Regions from separate parts of the Sus scrofa genome. Here region 1 is linked to region 2. Evidence: chromatin contacts called from public HiChIP or PLAC-seq data. All regions are on one chromosome and are shown on one strand. The core of a region is the stretch at or near the end of the contact, and the rest is flanking DNA. Distances in the headings are between cores, read along the strand shown. Region 1 overlaps ITGB5 (integrin subunit beta 5). Region 2 has its middle 49 kb from the start of ZNF148.

Region 1 (6,059 bases), core at 2,812-5,311, 660 kb after region 2:
TCCTCTTGGCTACAGGTTTAGAAATTTACTTAATAAAACGTTGCGGTGAGGGGGGGAATTGCCCTGAGAGTGAACTATTTTAGTTTAAAACAGCTTCCTGACCAACGTGGTCCTGAGGCTGCAGAGTGAGGGAGTTCTTGTGCGGATCGGATCCATTGAGGGCCCCCTGGATAATCCAGCAGTGGACCCAGCTGGGCCACATGCACTGCCTGGGAAGATGTCCGGGGTGGGGGTGGTTCCTGCCACCAGGGCTGTTCGGGGATTGGTGAGCGGAGGCCTCCATCCTGGGAGCTGAGCATCCATCCCCCCCGCCCCCGCCCTTCCCTTGCACCCCCACCCCCACAACATAGCCCTTGTGCAGGGGTACTGCTCTCTCCTGTGGCCCGCACATTACAGGCCAGCTTCCAGGCAGTTACAAGCCGCCTCCTGACCCGGGCCTGGCTTTCCTCACCTCTCAATACACCTCCACGCTGCCTGTGCAGTGGGCGGCGCTCTCTCTCAGTGCAGTATCTGCCAGGCTCTGCTGGGCTCTGCGTCCCCAGGCTGCAGAGAGGCTGCCCGGCTGCTTGGGAGGGAGGATGGGAAGGCTTGACGGCTCCAGATGGCCTCCCTGCCTCCTGCCGATTCTCAGCTCTACAGAGCAGCCAGGGCGGGGAGGGGGCCAGGAGGGAAGTGGTGGTGTAGGGGCTCTTAAATGAGGTCCTGACCTACGTTGTGGGTCACCCTCACTGGGGGTCCCACAGAACGTGCTGAGGTCCAGCTACCAGGATAACTGCAACCTCCCACCCACACCCCATCCAGCACCCATCCCCCAGCTGAGTGGGTGCTCAGTGCAGACAAATTCCACTAACTGTCAGGCTGTCGGCCCCCTGGAAGCTGGCTCGCTCTGTGCTTGTCACTGTCCCGCATGTGCACACACACGTGCCTGTGCACACAGTCCTCTGAGCCCAGCAGTTCCGCTGCCTTTAGTGCCTGCCCAGCCCCTCCTCCCTTGCAGGCTGTGGAAGGGGTACCTCCTGCAAGGTGGGACAAGGGGGCCCTCGGCCAGTTCTTGTCGTGATCGGGGTCTGCTTTGTCCTCTTCTCCTGAGAGGCAGTGGATCTGGGAGTTCAGGCCATGGGCCCTGGAGCCACACTTCCTGTTTGGGTCCTGGCTCCGAGTCCACTGGCTGTCTGACCGTCAACAGGCTGCTTCATCTTTCTGTGTCTCAGTGTCATCACTTGTGAAGCAAGAATGATGACAGTCCCTGCTGCCCAGGATGGCTGGCAGGATCCATCCAGTTCACGCCATAAACTGGCATGTGTGTAGTGCGTTTAGTGTCCGCCGCTCCTGCTCCCTGTGCCTGCCCCTCAATGGTCCCGCTCGGGGCCTTGGCTCCAAGGCCAGAGAAGGATCAGCATCTCTCTGAGGCTGAGGGACAAGACAGCAGTTTGGATTTCCTTTGTGGCTGGAACAAGTTACCGGTGCCTGAGAACGACTCTGGTGTGTTCTCTCAGTTCTGGGGGTCAGTCTTCGAGGTGTCAGCAGCTCACGCTCCCTCTCCCAGGCTCTGGGGAGGCTCCACTCCCTCACCTTTGCTCTCTGGCAGAGCTGCGTTCCTTGCATTCCGTGGCCCCTCCAGGCCTCTCCCTCCATCCTCAAAGAAGGCAGCGCAGCATGCTGCTTCCCTTGTCCCTTGCCACCACCTTCTGGAGTCAGCTCTCCCTTTGCCTTCCTCGTATGTGGACGCGTGGCGTGGCATTGAGGGCCCCCCTGGATAATCCAAGAGAATCTCTTTCTCAAAATCCTTCACTTAATCACATTGCAAAGTCTCTTCTGCCCTGTATGAGGTAACAGTCCTGGTTCTGGGGCCATTATTCACATGACAAGGTAGACAGCAAGAAGCTCTCTGGGGTCCTGGGCCAGTGGCATGACTTGGTCAAGTTCTGGACCAACTTGGAGCAGCACCGGACCCAGCTGGGCCACATGCACTGCCCAGGCCTCTGTGTCTGGCCCAGACAGTCTCCAAGGGCACAGTTAGTATCTTAGTCTGTTGGATTCCCAGTGCCTGGCACATGGCAGGCGCTGGGTTGTTGGTTGTGTCTTCGTGCATGCAGGCAGGCGCTGATGTGCTGTGTGTGTCCCTTTAGGCCATGGCGAGTGTCACTGTGGAGAATGCAAGTGCCACGCAGGTTATATTGGGGACAACTGTAACTGCTCAACAGACATCAGCACATGCCAGGCCAGGGATGGCCAGATCTGCAGCGACCGGGGGCACTGTGTCTGTGGGCAGTGCCAGTGCACGGAGCCAGGGGCCTTTGGGGAGAAGTGTGAGAAATGCCCGACCTGCCCTGACGCCTGCAGCACCAAGAGGTAAAGACCCTCCCCACAGCCCTCTCCACTGCCCCCCACACCCCACCTTCTTCTGCAGACCAGGCCTGACATCCGGCCACCAGCCCTCAGCACCGGCCAGCCTCTCACTCCCCATCTCAGGCACCTTCCCACTCGGCCTTGCTGGAGAGTGAAACTCTTACTAACATTAACTAGAATAGTGTCTTTGAAACACTGGTGTCATGGGGATTTTGTTTAAAAAATAAAAATAAAAAGCGAAACATGGAGTTCCCGTCATGGGAACGAATCCGACTAGGAACCGTGAGGTTGCGGGTTTGATCCCTGGCCTTGCTCAGTGGGGGTTAATGATCCGGCATTGCCGTCAGCTGTGGGTAGGTTGCAGATGCGGCTCGGATCCCACGTTGCTGTGGCTCTGGTGTAGGCTGGTGGCTACAGCTCTGATTTGACCCCTAGCCTGGGAACCTCCATATGCCGTGGGAGCGGCCCAAGAAATGGCAAAAAAAAAAAAAAAAAAAAAAAAGAGCAACAGCAGCAGCAAAACAAGACTCTTACTCTGTTCCTAAGCAAGTTCAGAACCACTGAGTTAAAGGCAGTTAAACTGATTCTGGTACCAACATAGCATCTTCTTGAGCCTTTATTGGGCCACTGCGTATTTCAAAAGGGATTCCCCCCATGCATCTTGTTTTCCAAATGAATTTGCTTCCTGCCCTCCCCCACCATTAACATCTCCCAACATGGTTTCACAAGCCACTCACATGGGAAAGGCTGCTTTAAACAAACCATAGTCAGAAGGTAAATTGGATGGGAGGGCACCCGACCTAGATAAGGCATGCCAGGAACCAACTGCAGTGGCTTTTGAATTTTCTGCTCCATTTGTACAGATAATGGAGCGGGTCTCTGTGCCGCTGCTGAATGCAGAGCTTGTCCAGACGCAGGCTCCAGGCCTTCCCCGACTCAGCCATGGGGTCACGTTCCCCTGTGGACCTCCCCACAGCTCTGCCAGTCTGCCTGGGTGTGCATGAGAGGAGGGCATTGAAGACATCCAGGAGTGATGTCCTCGGAAAGCAAGAGTGACAGTTTCTGTTGAATTCCGCCAAAAAAGCAGCTGTGCCGTCACCATCCGAGCACGAAGGGGCCAGGAGGGAGGGGCACAGATAACTAGAAACAAATAATAATACAGACGTTGTTTCCCTTTGGCTGGGAGACACAAATGTGCAATTTTTTTGGCAGATGGCCCTTCCAAATGCCTGGCTCGGGTTCATAATGAGAGGAGTCTGTACTCCCTGAGCTGCCGCGGCTGCCGGTCAATCCATACTCAGAGATGCTCTGGGCGGCAGAACCCCTGGTTGGACATCGGCCACAATAATCCAGCCGTGGGTAATTGAAAGCTGGCTGCAGATGGAGAGACAAGATAGACAGGGCCAGATTTTACTTTGTGTGATTAGAAGAGGCCAGGCAGGGTAAGGGAGAGGGAACACAGAGTCTCTGTAGACCTGCTAAGAGCAGAGAAACAACAGAAGTCCAAATAGAAGCCACCCAGCGGAGGAGCGGAGGATCCTGGATCTGGAGCCCACAGAGCAGTGGAATCACATCTGAGCCTGGACTCACAGCCAGTTAATGCCTGAGGGAGGTGCCATCCCCACAGCTCGCAGCCGCAGAACCCTTCAGAGTATAGGCTCCAGTCCTTGGGGTAGAGGAAGTTGATGCGGGGTGGAGGGCAAGCTAGGACAACACACATGGAACTAATAAAAGCTGATAAAGCCCGTTGCTTCCCTTCCTCTGGCGCACAAGGCGGTAGAGGACTGGCTTGGGTCAGTTAAAAGGCCCCGGAGGAGATAGCCTTCCCCTTAAATGTTTAAAGCGTTCATTTGCTAGAGACGTGGACTGGGTGATTTGGTATCCATTAAGCAATTCCAGAGGAGCAAGGAGCAGAGAGACGCGGTAAATGAACCTCCTTACTCCCTCTTGTGTCCGAGCCACACTGACCCTCTGTCTCATTTACCGCCTCATTGTAATTTTTTTTTTAAGCAAAGTCTTTTTGATAGTGCCTTATGTCAAGCTGTTTCTATTTGCTGCTTTGCTGAGACCCACCAGGTTTGGAATGTCTCCTGTCCATTTTGGGGTTTTTTTTTTGGCCACACCTTTGGCATGTGGAAGTTTCCAGACCAGGGATTGAAGTCATGTCACAGCAGTGACCCACACTGCTGCAGTGACCATGCCGGATCCTTAACCTGTTGCACCACAAGGGAACTCCCTTTCTGTCCGTTTTTCCTCTGAGGTTTGAGAGCAGCCAATCTGTCCTTTCTCGAACTAACCAAACATACCCTTCACCTTGGGTGAGTTCATGTTCAGCCTCAGCTGATTTCAATTAACAGGCTCCCTGAGCAAAGTCTGTCTCAGCAACCTGTTTGTTTAAAGGCCAGGCTTATTTTAATACATGAGCACAACATATCACAAGTTTCAACCGAGTACGTGGAGCACACAGGTTAAACTGATAATGTCTGCACGGATGATCAGGGCATGTTCCCTGGAAGCGGCCTTGTGGTTTCATGACAACAGGGGGCGCAGATGGAGGGCAAGGTGAATCGGAGCAGAGACTGGCAGCAGCCAGCTTTCTTTGCAATGTGTTAATCCCTGGTGGTGGTGGCGGGGCAGCAGATCAGCATGAATAAGCAGAGCTGGAGCCACTCCTTCCTGGTCCCTAGCCAGGTCGCAGTTCCCTGCCCACTGGGGCTGTGGCCTCGGGAGAAATGCAAAAACTACCACCTTGTTTGTAACCGCAAGATGTTTCCGTGAAAGCCTTCCCAGGAGAGTGGGATTTTGTGGCCAATTCTGGGATAGTTGAATTCTTAAGCATATTATTTTTTAATTTATTTTTATGTATTTATCTTTAGGGCCACACCTGTGGCATATGGAGGTTCCCAGGCTAGGGGTCAAATCGGAGCTACAGCTGCCAGCCTGTGCCACAGCCACAGCAACACCAGAGCCGAGCCGTATCTTCAGCCTACATACACCACAGCTCACAGCAACGCTGGATCCTTAACCCACTGAGCGAGGCCAGGGATCGAACCCATGTCCTCATGGATACTAGTCGGGTTTGTTACCACTGAGCCACAACAGAAACTCTGAATTCTTAAGCATGTTACAAGCCCGGTAAGACGGTTTTGTACTTTCTTTCCACCATCTGCTCGTTCTTTGCTCCTTTGTGGTCAGAAAGTGGAGCAAGGCCTCGGGAGGGACTTGTCTGAGAGGCAGGGCACCTGGGTGCTGGACCCCACTACCATTGATTTCTCATGTCCCTTGCCTGTACAAGAAGAGCGACTTAATACAAGGCTCCCAGCTCCCTCCAGGCCTGACGCACCACTGCACGGTTTCTGCCCCAGACATGCAGTAGCTGGTCTCCTTGTCCCGAGGGGCTTAAACATGATCATAATGAAGGTGATGCCTGGCGGTTGTATATCCCTCCCTGTTTTTGCCAGAGAGCTTTCCAGACACACAGCTCCCTTGGCCGCCGCAGGCCTGGGGGGTAGGGAGGGCGGCTGTCCCCCACTTGGCCAAGGCTCTGTGAGGCCACCTGCCACCCTCTGGTGCCAGGGCACCGCTGCAGGGAGGTGGCGGCCCTCCCAGCATGCTTGGCTCTTGCTTCCCTTGCCCTGTTTTCCCAAGGAGGCCCTGTTTTGGGGGTTCTCACCCTCCTTGTGGGCCACCGGGCACTATCATCTCGCAAA
Region 2 (5,744 bases), core at 2,471-4,970:
TGCATCCCCATGGAAGCTGCAGGCTGTCCCTCACTGAAGCTGCCTGCAAAAATTAAGTGGCAGCCCAGTGACCCTGGGACCTCCCCCAGCACCTCCCCCAGCCAGCATCAACTCACCCCCTTCCCCAGGACTGCCCCCTGCCCTGACAACATCTCTGGGTCGAGTTCCGAAGCCCCCAGAAGAAATCCTTCCTCTCCCAGACCCAAGGGCCAGCTTCACTGCAGCCCTAGGGGAGCAGTGGCTCCCATTTCCATCCGAAGTACCATCCTGTTGGTCCTGTATTAAGATAAGAAAACTATAGCCCAGGAGTTCCCACTGTGGCGTGACGGAATCATCAGTGTCTTGGGAGCACTGGAACACAGGTTCAGTCCCCAGCTCAGTACAGTGGACTGAGGATCCGGCGTTGCCACAGCCGTGGCTTAGGTCCTGTGGCTTGGATCTGATCCCCGGCCCAGAAGCTCCGTAGGCTGCAGGGAAGCCAAAAAACCCTCTGTAGCTTGAGAGAGGCAAGGTGTCTTCCCAGTATACCTGGTCAGTGGAAGGATCCCACATGTCCTGACACCCAGTGTGGGTGCCTAGGTTAGAATAGAGACACTGGGAGGAACAGACAATGGTCAGGAAGAGGTCAGTTAGGACAGGGCACCGAGGGAGCCATGAGAGCAGTTGAATTTGCAGTCGGTGTTGGGGGGGGTGATGAGGGGGCCAAGGCCCACTAGATGCTGGTTTTCATTTTTAGTAGAAATTTCCCTTCAGAGCTGTGCAATTAGGTGCTTAATGAATCAGAAACAGTTTTTTGAGGATTCAAAGGAAATACCCAGTGATGGCTTATGAGCTGTAAGGCTGTTTAAAAAAAATCAAAACCTAAACCATGAAGACTGGGGACTGTGAATTCCACTCATTTGCATGTAAGCTGCCATTAATTTGTAGATTGAATTTGGGGCCCTAACAAGGCACACATAAAATTAAATTAACTAATTAGTGCTAATGTCTGCAACTGCTCTCAGGACAATTACCCAATGAGGGAATGGTGAGAGCCCAGGAACTTTAAATCAGGTTTATCTTTTCTTGGTCAGCTGCGAAGATGTGCGGCTGCCAAGGCACAGAAACACGTAGGAGCACACCACCACCATCCTGGAAGCCCCGCGTGGATGGATGGGGTCAACACGGAGTAGTCAGAAACCAGAGATCCCATCAGACCTGCCCGGGTAAGGCCTAACCTCTCTGCCCCCGGAAACTGTAGGCCCTTCCCCAGGATGGTCTTCCTTATTGAGACTGGGAGCAGCTTAGGCGCCTGGCATCAAGGTGCTTGGGTGCAGGGAAGTGATGGAGGAATTCACTCCAGCTTGGGGTACATATTTCTTGGGGTTGCAAGGTGGGCCCCAGACCCTTCATCCCACGCCCTTAGAGAAGAAATCTAGAGCAGGAGCCTGTGCTCTAGGCACTGTCTCCTCCTTTTCCCCTAAGGCAGTGGATCTCAGTGAAGACTGGACCAGCAGCAGCAGCAGCAGCAGCAGCAGCACCTGGGACCTTTGAAATGCAGATTGTCAGCCCCATCCCAGACCTACTGAATCACAAACTGCAGTTGGTGGGGGCAGGACCGTCCTGGTGGCTTTGATGTTTCTGGTGGCTTTGATGTTTATGAAGCCCTACCCTCAGGGATCCTGGGACTGGGGAGCTTCATGGCTAAGAGAGTGGCCTGAGTTTCAATTCTGTCTTTGCCGTGGTGGGACCAGGATGGAGCTGCAGGCACCTACGGTGCAGATTCTGAGGAGGTCTGGCTCTCGGTCCTTCCCAGCTCTGTCTTCCCCCTGGATAGGTACATGATCTTGGACCACATACCTCATACCTAAGAATTGAGTTCTGGTTTTGTTGTGCTGAGGTGGAGCCTGGGAATGTGCATTTTAAGAGCTCCTCAGTTTTTTTGATGGTCAACCACAGTTAGGGATTACTGTCAACACCTCTGAACCTCAGGTTTTTTTTTTTTTTTACTTTCTTTCTTTCTTTCTTTTTTTTTTTTAAGGCCTCACCTGTGGCATATGGAGATTCCCAGGCTAGGGGTCATGAATCAGAGCTGCAGCTACGGGCCTACACCACAGCCACAGCTGCACAGGATCTGAGCCACATTTTTGAAACTACACTGCAGCTCAGGCAACACCGGATTCTTAACCCACTGAGCGAGGCCAGGGATCAAACCCACGTCCTCATGGATACTAGTTGGGTTCGTTAACCACTAAGCCACAATGGGAACTCCTGAACCTGTTTCCTAAACCTGTAAAACAGGGTGATGGTATCTACACCATGGGGTTGTTGCAGGGATTCAACCTGACAGCGCAGGGAGAGCACTTAGTTAGCGTCTGTCTAGTTAGCACCCAGCAGTGGTTGTGAGGGAGGAGGTTCTGGGGGGTTCTGGGGGTCCTGTGGGGCGCTGAAAAGACCTTGGGGCATCCCAGCAATGTTGCCATCTCCCCAGTGCCTCAGCCTGTCCATCCTGCAGGGGAGGGGGTACCAAACTAACTCCTCCCTCCTCAGGGGTTTGGCCACAGGACGTGGGCTGGTCCGGGCACCCTCTAGAAGAGGGGCTTCGGTTGTGCCTCACAGTGGCAATCTGCAGAGGCCTGGGGTTGTTGTCTTGACTTGAGACTTGAGTCCACATGAGAGGAGAAGGGCTCAGACCTGGTGGATTACCAACTAAGAACAGATGTGCTTACGCTTTTGGTCTCATCGAATTCCCCTAAAAATGGTGAGGCAAGTATTTTCTCTTGCACATTTCACAGATGCAGAAAGCGAGGTCAGAGATGCTCACCTACTCCAAAGCCCAAGCTGGTTGCCTTGTACAAGTGGTGTTCCAGTTGTGCTTTGCAGAACCCGGGCCATTTATGTCGTTGTACGGGGCACTGTAGGGACGAAGAAGGGGTCCCCTGGCCCAGCTGGGATATCCCTCTCCCTGTTCAACTCTGGCAGAGCTTTGAACTCGTTTGGGCCTTCAGATAGCATTCTGCCAGGATTTCTCAGCTAAAAAAAAATTTTTTTAAAGCAAATCACTGTCATGGCCATTTGCTTGAGGACTCCATGTATCCATGTCCACTCCAGCCAGTCCTGGACCCAGTGCCACAGTATCTGAGCCTGAGGTGCTCTGGGCCTCAGCTTTAACTGAGGAGTTAATATGAAAAGAATTGGTTCCACAACTCTATTTTCGTTTTGTTTGTAGTTTTGTTTTCTGTTTTATTAAAGTATAGTTGATTTACATGGTTCCACGACTCTTGGGCTCCTCAGGCAGATCAGGGATCTGAAAAGGGGTCAGCATGTGGCAGAGAAGGTCATTTGCCAAGAGATTTCCTGGGAGAGGTCTGTTGCTCTGCTGAATCCCCCATCCCACTGGATAAATCACCTCAAACCTAGAGGGAGGTGCTTCTACCAGGGTACCTGGAGAATAGACCAAGCGATTCAGTCACCTAGTGCTGCCAGACAAACCACTGCAAAAAGTGGTGCCAGAAAACCATCATCACTGATTGGTCCACATTCTTTCAATTAGAGCAGGTTCAGTGGGGACATTTGCCTGTGCTCCATGGGGTGTCAGCTCCAAAATGGCTTGTCACCTGGTTGGCAAGTTGGCTGGGAGGTCAGCTGGGAGAGTTGGCCGAGGGGATCGGTTCTCTTGTGGCTGCCTGGGCTTGCCCCCAGCTTGGATACTGGGTGCCAACAGGGAGGGAGCAGAAACTGCCCGTCTTCTAAAAGGATAGGTCCAGAACTGGCTGAGTCACTTCCAGCCACGCTATCAGTTAAGCAGTCACAAGCTAGTCCACATGTAAGAGGGTGGAATGATAGGTTCTCCCTCTTGATAGCTGAGTAGGCATTGCATATAAAGAGAAGGAAGACATTGATGGTGGCCATCTTTGGAGCCTTCTGGAGTTGAGAGGGTGGACAGAGCCCAGGGTCTGATCCCTTTCTCTGGATTATGACAGACAGATGTCCTGACTTGGGTCTTTGGAGGCAGAGCCAGGAGTTTGGTGTTTGGTGATATCTTAGGATCATGCGGGACTTCGTTAGAACCAAGGGAATTGTGAGTGTTGCCCATGGATGGGACATGGGCCAAGCAGAGGGAGACTGTGGGGCCCGAGCAGCAAGAAGCTGCTAAAGTAAAGATGACCATTCAGAATACAGATGAAGCGTGGGTCATGGGAACCAGGGGAGAAAGCTCTAGGGCTGGGAGTCTCAGAGCAATGCACAAAAGCACCCACAAGTGAAAACGAGCTTCCATTCTCGACCAGCCCAGAGAGTGCAAAGCAGTCCAGCCAAGCAGCTTGTGGCCAATCCCCTTACCTCATCCTTTGCCCTTGCCCTCAGCTAGTGATGATGGGAACAGTCGCTCTTGGGTGGGGAGGAGAGGGGATCAGGTTGGAGGAAGAAGCAGCCTTTCCCAGAGATGGGTAGCATCAACTGCAAGCCTTGGCTGTGACAGAGGAAGGTTCCTTTAAACGAAGAGTGGAGATGGAGCGTTTCTGCCGTGTCTCGGCAGTGCCAGGATGCAGGTTCAATCCCAACATGGCACATTGAGTTAAAGGATCCCACCTTCTCGCAGCTGCAGTGCAAGTCACAACTGCAGCCCGGGAACTCCATGTGCCACTGGTTGGCCAAAAAAGAAAAAGAGAGAAAAGGAAGGGAGGGAAGGAGGGAAGGAAGAGTGAAGACTGACTAATATGTAACTATGGAACAAGACTGTCTTTCTGACCTAACATAACTGCAAGGTTCTCTCTTCCCGAAAACTGAGCACACAGAAATCATGAGGCCGGCTGAATTTTCATCCTGCAGCAGGAGAAAAGCTTTCCTGGAATAAAGTTTAAAGGCTAGTGGGAGACAAAAGAAAGTTGAGTCACTCACGAACCACGCTTGCTCCTCACACAGATACAGTCAGTGGTGGGTGCCCTGGGCCCAGGACTGTGCACCACCTCCCCAGGGCTGGAACCCTATGCCCTGGGGGCCAAAGGCCACAGTGTGGAACAGGCAGGGCACTGAGTGTTGTGCAGGATGTTTTTCCCTTGACCTTACTTTGCAGGGGGGAGAGGCTCTCTGGAAAGTTCTCCCAGATCCTGGGGAGGGCAATTTTCATCTCCCAACAGGGCTTCAGATCCATCCCATAGAGGTCTTGCCAACCCTCCTGGACCTCTTGTCTTGGTCTGGAGGTCCCTTCCACCTCTGTCTGCCTCAGGTCTTGGGTTTGGAAGTGACTATACCTCCCTTGCGGTTATGACCTTGGGGATCTGCACCCAAGGGTCAAGATCTTAACATTGCCTGGATTCCTGGGTTTGACAGCTGTGGTTGTGGGGCCAAGCAGATGGGTGGGTAGCTGGTCATAAGGAAATGCTGGATATATTAGTAAGATACAACCTAGAATTTCTAGGTTTGGTCAGGAGACAGAATCTCTTGGGGAGAGCGGGGCTGGACCCCTGCCTCCCACTCACTGCTTTCCCCTGGATGCCCTAACCCAGGTATGCATATGTTGCCTTCTGGCACAGTCTGGCCCGCTGAGACAAGTCTAGCCCCCTTCAACAGGTTCGACTGAAAGCTTAGGCATACAAATGAACAGTGAACACAGAAAAGTCCCTCTCTCTGACCCCAGATCTCCCATCTCCACAGCGTGGACACCACCTTGGCCCCAAGGTCAGAAAAGTGAGGATGGTGGAAAGAAGTGGATGCCTAGGGCCTCATTTTAAATGAAGAGCCTCTTCTTTCCAGAGGGGATTCGC

The links. HiChIP or PLAC-seq counts read pairs in DNA pulled down with a chosen protein or histone mark.
Region 1: a contact with region 2 is called in an H3K27ac HiChIP or PLAC-seq map of skeletal muscle, with 5 times the contacts expected there. The contact joins two enhancer-like sites. A contact is called at or near these places in 2 of 47 Hi-C or Micro-C datasets (embryonic fibroblasts and subcutaneous adipose tissue) and 1 of 2 datasets of contacts at active chromatin or transcription factors (skeletal muscle).

What each region holds. Positions count from the first base shown.
Region 1 is chr13:135,575,325-135,581,383 of Sscrofa11.1, forward strand. ITGB5 (integrin subunit beta 5) reads left to right here. Exons shown (of 15, transcript NM_001246669.1): 11 at 2,130-2,352. Among named protein-coding and RNA genes, the nearest start is that of UMPS, 72 kb to the right of the region's middle. Within about 2 kb of position 4,062, at least 40 of the 83 cell types and tissues checked have an H3K27ac peak or open chromatin away from gene starts, as enhancers often do. A contact at or near this core is called in skeletal muscle, where this site is marked.
Region 2 is chr13:134,917,716-134,923,459 of Sscrofa11.1, forward strand. No RefSeq gene overlaps it. Among named protein-coding and RNA genes, the nearest start is that of ZNF148, 49 kb to the right of the region's middle. Within about 2 kb of position 3,721, at least 2 of the 83 cell types and tissues checked have an H3K27ac peak or open chromatin away from gene starts, as enhancers often do. A contact at or near this core is called in skeletal muscle, where this site is marked.